Linked DNA regions of Mus musculus: regions 1 and 3 are each linked to region 2. The links are chromatin contacts, called in public HiChIP or PLAC-seq and promoter capture Hi-C maps. All regions are on one chromosome and are shown on one strand. The core of a region is the stretch at or near the end of the contact, and the rest is flanking DNA. Distances in the headings are between cores, read along the strand shown.

The links. Promoter capture Hi-C pulls out the DNA fragments that hold promoters and counts their contacts. HiChIP or PLAC-seq counts read pairs in DNA pulled down with a chosen protein or histone mark.
Region 1: an HNF4G HiChIP or PLAC-seq map of pancreatic cancer cells shows a contact between it and region 2. The contact joins the enhancer-like site here to the promoter of Dnajc5b in region 2. A contact is called at or near these places in 13 of 39 promoter capture datasets (the C10 cell line, the HPC-7 cell line, cranial neural crest and 8 more), 3 of 484 Hi-C or Micro-C datasets (bone marrow-derived macrophages, forebrain and uterus), 11 of 115 datasets of contacts at active chromatin or transcription factors (CD8 T cells, bone marrow-derived macrophages, craniofacial prominence and 8 more) and 3 of 9 other capture datasets (adipose tissue, liver and macrophages).
Region 3: a promoter capture Hi-C map of liver shows a contact between it and region 2, with 3 times the contacts expected there. The contact joins the enhancer-like site here to the promoter of Dnajc5b in region 2. A contact is called at or near these places in 4 of 39 promoter capture datasets (cranial neural crest, embryonic stem cells, hippocampal neurons and 1 more) and 2 of 9 other capture datasets (adipose tissue and liver).

The regions. Positions count from the first base shown.
Region 1 is chr3:19,903,567-19,906,266 of GRCm38.p6, forward strand. No RefSeq gene overlaps it. Among named protein-coding and RNA genes, the nearest start is that of Gm42190, 49 kb to the right of the region's middle. Within about 2 kb of position 1,330, at least 18 of the 459 cell types and tissues checked have an H3K27ac peak or open chromatin away from gene starts, as enhancers often do. A contact at or near this core is called in pancreatic cancer cells, where this site is marked.
Region 2 is chr3:19,507,277-19,509,976 of GRCm38.p6, forward strand. It overlaps Dnajc5b (DnaJ heat shock protein family (Hsp40) member C5 beta), which reads left to right and starts at 1,319. Exons shown (of 5, transcript NM_025489.3): 1 at 1,319-1,430.
Region 3 is chr3:19,971,551-19,974,250 of GRCm38.p6, forward strand. Cp (ceruloplasmin) reads left to right here. Exons shown (of 19, transcript NM_001374677.1): 7 at 1,065-1,204; 8 at 2,227-2,379. Among named protein-coding and RNA genes, the nearest start is that of Cp, 16 kb to the left of the region's middle. Within about 2 kb of position 1,376, at least 3 of the 459 cell types and tissues checked have an H3K27ac peak or open chromatin away from gene starts, as enhancers often do. A contact at or near this core is called in liver, where this site is marked.

The sequences.
Region 1 (2,700 bases), core at 80-2,579, 400 kb after region 2:
AAGTTCTCTGGAATAAGAGCCATCTTAAGCACTGAGCCATCCCTCTAGCCCCTGGGAACAGTTTTAGTTAGGAAGTGCAGTGCATTGGGTCACAGAGAAAGTGTTCCTGGCTGGGGCCTCAGGAGAGTACTCCAGAAGAGGCAGGAGAGAACATATGTATTAAGAAGAGAGCGGAAGAGAAGGAAAGTGGATCCCAAGCAAGGAAATGTCTAGGGCAAAATTCACGGTGTGGAAGGGAGGAAGGTAGTGAAGAGAGGAGAAAAGAGACACTGTTAATTTTTTAGGAGCTAAACCCCAGAGATGAAGCAAGATAAGGAGCCAAGCAGGCAGGGCTGGGTCTGAAGTTTATTTGCCGTGGAAAGAAGCTTTAAAGAAGTGGGGTCATAGGGAAAATGCCCCTGACCACACTGGGGAAGAGAGCTAACAAGGATGCAGCTGAGAAACCAATTTGGTAACTAGTAAACATCTGGATGAGAAATGACAGTGAAAGCAGAATGGCAAAGACCGAGAGGTAAGTGGAGCGCTATCCGGGGTCTTAGTATGTGAGACCATAAAGGGTAAGGGAGAAGGAAGGGGGCCTGAAGGCAGCCCGGGAGCAAAGCCCCATGTGTAAGGCTTGGGCAGAGTGGGAAATGAGCAGGAGAAGGAAGAGACAATCCAGGTGAGCAGGGAGTATTGGAGCCCAAAGAAACATCCCCTGCCTACTGGAAGAGTAGCTCTTAACTGATGAGCCATCTCTCCATTCCCCCACTTAAACCTATGCCTTATGTCAGACCCCCTTCCTGGTGCAGCCACATTGAATAAATTTCTCTCTGCCTTTGCTTTTTTGGCCCCTTGACTGGCCTATTGAGGACAAGTGACTGAGCCTAATTATTAAAACTGCCAGAGCTCCAATACCAAAGTAAAATCCAGCCTGGAAGCTATGACTCGATTGCCAGGGCCAGAAGTGTACTAGAAACACACTTCTAGAAAAATTTGTGTGAAGGAAACAGTCCACAAATGTAGACCAGGGCTAGAACCAAAGGATGAGCAAGCCTGAGGGCTTCAGACATGAATCTCTTAATAGGATAGAGGATAGTGAGGAGGGAGCTGAGGAAATCAATCCAGGTGAACATTGCAGAACGCAAGAGAGGGCCAGGCAGAACCCTCAGATAAGAGGTAGAAGTGACTTAATTATCCTTAGAACTTAAAATAACATGAAAGGATGGGCAGAGGCAGGCATGTCGCCAGCACTGATTTCAGATATCTTTCTTCCTTTGTTTCTCAGTTGGTCCTTAGTTTAATGCAGGGTGGGCTCCTGTAGCAAGTAGGTAGCCACTAGGTGTCAGCCTTGCGTTATGTTTTGTCTTGACCTCAGGAAGACAGAGTAACTGAGGTACCGAGTTTTCCTCCCCTTACCTTTTCCCTCCCTGGATGTTTAAATTCCAGATTTGAATTTTGGAATGGTGGGGAGGAGGCTATGGAGTCAAGTATTTGCTGACTCACCACTAAGGCAAGACCCTCTCTACAGGCTGGTTCTGTGTCAATTGACACAGGCTGACTCACCACTAAGGCAAGACCCTCTCTACAGGCTGATTCTGTGTCAATTGACACAGGCTGGAGTTATCACAGAGAAAGGAGCTTCAGTTGGAGAAATGCCTCCATGAGATCCAGCTGTGGGGCATTTTCTCAATTAGTGATCAAGGGTGGGAGGGCCCATTGTGGGTGATGCCATCCCTGGGCTGGTAGTATCGGGTTCTGTAAGAGCAGGCTGAGCAAGCCAGAGGAAGCAAGCCAGTAAGAAACATCCTTCCATGGCCTCTGCATCAGCTCCTGCTTCTTGACCTGCTTGAGTTCCAGTCCTGACTTCCTTGGTGATGAACAGCAGTATGGAAGTGTAAGCTGAATAAACCCTTTCCTCCCCAACTTGCTTCTTGGTCATGATGTTTGTGCAGGAATAGAAACCCTGACTTAGCCGGGCAGTGGTGGCACATGCCTTTAATCCCAGCACTTGGGAGGCAGAGGCAGGTGGATTTCTGAGTTCGAGGCCAGCCTAGTCTACAAAGTGAGTTCCAGGACAGCCAGGGCTATACAGAGAAACCGTGTCTCCAGAGGGTGTGGGGGGGAGGAAGAAAGAAAGAAAGAAAGAAAGAAAGAAGGAAAGAAAGAAAGAAAGAAAGAAAGAAAGAAAGAAAGAAAGAAAGAAAGAAAGAAAGAAAGAAAGAAAGGAAACCCTGGCTAAGACAAGTTGGTACCAGGGACTGGGGTATTGCTGTGATAAGCCTAACCATGCTTTTATTTGAAAGAATGTGGATTTGGGGACTTTGGATTTGGAACTCAGTGGAATGCTTTAAATGAGGCTTAATGGGTCATCCTAGTAGGAATATGGAAGACTTTGTTGTTGGGAGTAATTTGAACTGTGTTGACCTGGCCCAAGAGATTTCAAAGGATAATAATTTCAGAATGTGGCATAAAGACTGTTTTTGTGGTGTTTTGGTGAAGAATGTGGCTACTTTTTTTACCTTGTCTGAAAAGTCTGCCCAAGGCTAAGGTGAAGAGACTCAGATTAATTGCATTGACAAAGGAAGTTTCAAAAAAAGCCCAGCAAAGACTTTGTTCTCTGGTTAAGTCTTATGAAGAGAAGTTTGAACAGCATAGCAAGCTTAGAAAGGAAAAATATACAATTTCGAGTATTAAAGGGGTACCAGGAAGTGAAATGGA
Region 2 (2,700 bases), core at 69-2,568:
TTTTATAAAGGACAACATTCAATTGGGGCTGGCTTACAGGTTCTGAGGTTCAGTCCAATATTATCATGGCAGGAAGCATGGCAGTGTCCAGGCAGGCATGGTGCTGGAGGAGCTGAGAGTTCTACATCTTGTTCAGAAAGGTAAACAGACCCCTCAACAGAGGAATGGATACAAAAAATGTGGTACATTTACACAATGGAGTGCTACTCAGCTATTAAAAAGAATGAATTTGTGAAATTCCTAGGCAAATGGATGGACCTGGAGGGCATCATCCTGAGTGAGGTAACCCAATCACAAAAGAACTCAAATGATATGTACTCACTGATAAGTGGATATTAGCCCAGAAACTTAGAATACCCAAGATATAAGTTACAATTTCCAAAACACATGAAACTCAAGAAGAACAAAGACCAAAGTGTGGACACTTTGCCCCTTCTTAGAATTGGGAACAGAACACCCATGGAAGGAGTTACAGAGACAAAGTTTGGAGTTGAGACAAAAGGATGGACCATCTAGAGACTGCCATATCCAGGGATCCACCCCATAATCAGCCTCCAAATGCTGACACCATTGCATACACTAGCAAGATTTTGCTGAAAGGACCCTGATATAGCTCTCTTGTGAGACTATGCCGGGGCCTAGCAAACACAGAAGTGGATGCTCACAGTCAGCTATTGGATGGATCACAGAGCCCCCATGGAGGAGCTAGAGAAAGTACCCAAGGAGCTAAAGGGATCTGCAACCCTATAGGTGGAACAACATAATGAACTAACCAGTACCCCGGAGCTCTTGACTCTAGCTGCATATGTATCAAAAGATAGCCTAGTAGGCCAACATTGGAAAGAGAGGCCCATTGGACTTGCAAACTTTATATGCCCCAGTACAGGGGAATGCCAGGGCCAAAAAGTGGGTGTGGGTGGGTAGAGGAGTGGGGGGGGGAGGGTATGGGGGACTTTTGGGATAGCATTGGAAATGTAAATGAGGAAAATACCTAATAAAAATTTTTTTAAAAAAAGATAAACAGAATACTGGCATCCCCAGGCAACTAGTAGGAAGCTCTCTCAAAGCCTACCCCCATAGTGACACACTTTCTTCAACAAGTCCACACCTCCTAATGGTGCCACTCCCTGGTCCAAGCATATTCCAACCACCACAGTCTTCAATGTTTCTTTCCGGAGATTTCAAAAGGTCCTGAGTGCTAAAGTAAATGAAAATTGAGAGACTGTTAGTGATGTGGGTGGGAAGATCTCAGCTGGGTAGTGGGGGTAGGGAAAATTCTAGTCTATGACATCACAATACCCAGCATAGACTAGAGCTTAGCATCTGAGAAGGAAAAGCAACGGAGGCTCAGTTATTGACAGAGCAGGGGAAGAACACTCGTGGAAGGACCCAGAAGGATCAGCCAGCCATGCCTCCAGTTCAGGTACAAGGTACATGACTTTTGCTAAGCTAATCACAGGACTCAATAGTGTCTAAAGGAAAAGAAGACACTTACACGGGTACCTATTTTTTTTAAGGGATGGTAGGAATCCAGAGGGGCTTCCAGCAGAAGTAAAGCTGGTATATCCAGGAGGCTATGAAGCCACAAAACACAGGCATTTATAAAGTTCTCAGATAACCACTGGCCCCTCCTCAACTTCTGGGAAAGTGCAAAAAGCACTGGTGTCTCCAGTGGTCAGTTCGTGGTTATTTTCTAAAGGGACTCACTCATTCTATGATATTCTTCTACACAGGAGTTTTGGTTTTTAGTGACTTCTCCCAGGATGACAGAGAAGAGTGAATATTTTAAATATTTAAGTGAAAGAATAATTTTAATAGAGATGGTTTTAAAAATACAACAAAAATTAATATAAGGAGGAGAAAGGTGTATTATGGGTTAACAATAGAGATTAACTTCAAAGTCTAGTTTTGAAATTCCAAGACTTCAGAGGCAAAAGGCCACCCCTAGGGACAGTGGAAGAGAGAGAGGCCTTGTGGTTGAGAAGTCAAGTTGCACAGTTCATCTGCTTTTACCCCTACTCCACTCCTCCCATGTCTAGGGACTCAGCAGTGAATCGTTGCTGGACGTGTGAACAGTTCTGTTTTCTTTACTTTGCTTTGGGGTTTTGGCTTCTAAAGTATTTGTTTCTTCCTGGAGGCCTAGAAAGACTCCAAGTGACAGCAAATAGCCGTTCTGTTTAGCAGCAGGCGGAGCTTAGGATTGGTGCCAGGCCCTGACTCATCTCTGTTTGGACTCCCTTGGGTCTTAACACAGAGCAACTCCACAGTCAGAGGCTAGGACTACTCAAACAGGCTTTTCTGATCATGGTCTGCAAGAGCCGTGTTAGGACACTGTGGAAGGAGCAGCCTGGGGCTCTGATTCGGATCAGTAACCTACAGGACACACCAGGCACAGTAGACAAGAAAGGGGATCAAATCCACCTGGGATACAGTTTTCACTCAGCTTCCAACAATCATGCATGTGTATCACAGCAGTAAGACCAGGGCCCCGACACTCTACGAAAGCAGCAGTAACCCATAGCATGTGAGACATTTGTTTGTTTGTTTGTTTTGTTTTGTTTTTTCGAGACAGGGTTTCTCTGTGTAGCCCTGGCTGTCCTGGAACTCACTTTGTAGACCAGGCTGGCCTCGAACTCAGAAATCCGCCTGCCTCTGCTGAGGGACCCAGAGCAAAGCAGAAGTGCCTGCTCACTGTATAGC
Region 3 (2,700 bases), core at 126-2,625, 460 kb after region 2:
TGGTGGAAGGAGACAACTTAGTTTTGAAAGCTGTCCTCTGACCTTTACATATACACCATGGCATTTACTGGTACATATACACAAAACAAGTGTCAACAAGATTATACCATTAATCTATGTCTACTCACATCACACTACTGCTTCACAGAATACTTGCCTGTGATCCATCTTTAAAATTTCCTTTTTAAAAAGTTGTTTTTAGAAGTTTATTCTGTGTTACCCAATGTTGGAGTGTGGGGCCTGGCACAACACAGTCTAAAGCATAAACTTAAGTCGCAGGCTACACTGACAACCCCACATAACAACTCCCAAAGCTGTGTCTCCAACTTATAAGACTCTTACAAATTGCAGAGCTGTATTTCGATTTTTCTTAATGACATCTCTACTTGGTTGAGGCCTGTCCAACTCAGTGTGTCCAAACTGAATTCACTGTGTCCTATGCAAAGCAGTTTCCTCTGCACTCAGTGATCAGTATTATCAGACTCACCCATGTGCTGAGGTCCAGAACCTACACTGTTCTGACCCTGATTCCCTCACCAGTGCCGCCTTCACCCTCATGAGGTACTGAATCATCGGAGTCTACATTTCTCTGAAAGCTGTCTTCTTTCCTCCATCCTCTTTACCAATATGATCAAACTTCTGTCTTTCATGAAAATTGTAAAAACTGTCTTCTGATTGACCTTTCTCATATAGTATTTTATTTCTTAATGCTTTCTCTAAGCAGCTATTGGAGGGATTCCCCTAAAATATTCATACTGAAGCCTTCAATCCTTCATTATGGCCATGGAATGGAGTACCTAAACCTTAACCAGGGCCCCTTGCCCACCTCTATCTCTCCAAGCTTCATTCCTTGCTCCTCTGCTTCTGCTGTGGTTTCTGGGCCCATATGGGACTGAGCAAATGAACATGGGTATCACAAACATTTTGTCAACAGTAAAAGATTCTGAATGCCCAACAAGGAAAAAATTTAAAAATATAATATATCATGAATCCAAGGTGATTTTGACAGTGTACCTCTGTTCTAACTCCACACCAGAATCAACCCCCATTTTTCCTTTTGGCAGTGATTCAAGGGTATTTTTTGAGCAAGGTGCCACAAGAATTGGTGGCTCTTATAAAAAAATGGCATATCGTGAGTACACAGATGGTTCCTTCACAAACCGAAAACAAAGAGGCCCTGATGAGGAACATCTTGGAATCCTAGGTGAGTCTAAGCAGAACACACGTGACTAAAACACTTTCTTCTTGGCTATTGCAATTTCAGGAAGAACCAAAGTGTCAGGACCTGTAGCATGACTCCTAGATAGAAGCTAGGGAGATCGGTACCGCCCGACACAGCAGCTCAGCCCTACATAGCAGCCCACTCCTGTCCCAAAAATTACCAGTCACAAATTTTCACTTTCATTATATCTTGATGACTGCAAAGGGGTGCTTATCTCTTCAGAGAGATAAGGGAAATTGTTTGAGTTGGCTTAAATAACTGACTTAGCCAAAAGAACACTTTCTCAGAAACCAAATGTGGGCTTACTAATGACCCAGGCTGGATCTGTCCCAGAAACTGCTCCCAGCTCCAAGTTCTCTCACAACTGCTAAACACAGTCTTTCCCTTTATCTACTAGCTTGGTGACTTTTTGAATGTGACTTAATTTTCTTTGCCTGCTCTTTTCTATAAAATTGAAACAATGATGATTATTTTCTTATGAAGAAAGGGTTAGCTATTAGATATGAACACTCAGAAGAAAGGATAATAAGATGCCCTCAATAAATGCTTTTTGGATATTACATCAAGCATTTGTGTACTATATAGCTATATCTTTACTCTACAATTGGTAACATTCATTTTAGAGTTTTAAATTTTAAAATACTATTATCTGTCACACCCAACTTAAACTTACCATAACTGAGGTCAAAGGCCACACAGCCCAGATTGTTTGAAAAAACAGGTTGAAGAAAGTGTAGATACTCCAGATGTTTTTGTATGTGTGTAAATACTATAAATTAGTTTCCTGATGTGCAAGTTTTACTTACTTAAAGAAAGACAATAACCAAAGTAATTTCTCTCAAGTTGGATAAAAGAAAAAAAAATCCTTGCCTTTTTTCAAATTTCTTACATTGTAGCAATACTGGACTTTTAAAAACACCAAGCTTTCCAAGGTGCCACACACACAGCTACAATCTGTATGTCCCAGGACAAATGAAGACAACTAATGCTCGCTTTGTCCCTAGGTCCTGTCATTTGGGCAGAAGTAGGAGACACCATTAAAGTCACCTTTCATAACAAAGGACAGCATCCTCTCAGCATTCAGCCAATGGGAGTAAGTTTCACTGCAGAAAATGAGGGAACATACTATGGCCCACCAGGTCGCTCCTCACAGCAAGGTGAGTAGGGAATTCAGTCATGGGAAAGCTGAAGGCAGGATACCAACGACTGCCCATATTTCTTTTAGGAATAATATAAACAGAAAATAAAATTATTTTCTATACTTCCCAATCAGTTTACAGAATTTTGTTATGTCTTAATTGGAAAACTACTGACAATCCTAATAAAAACTTAGATAGGCTGTATCAATTATATATTTCTGAAATAGTGTTAGGTGAATGTTTTTAAGGTCCTGCAATGTTAAGATTAGAGGCTCATTTTAGAATATTTGAAAAATACAGAATGCTATAATGAAGCTATTAGTAATCCATAATTTCATA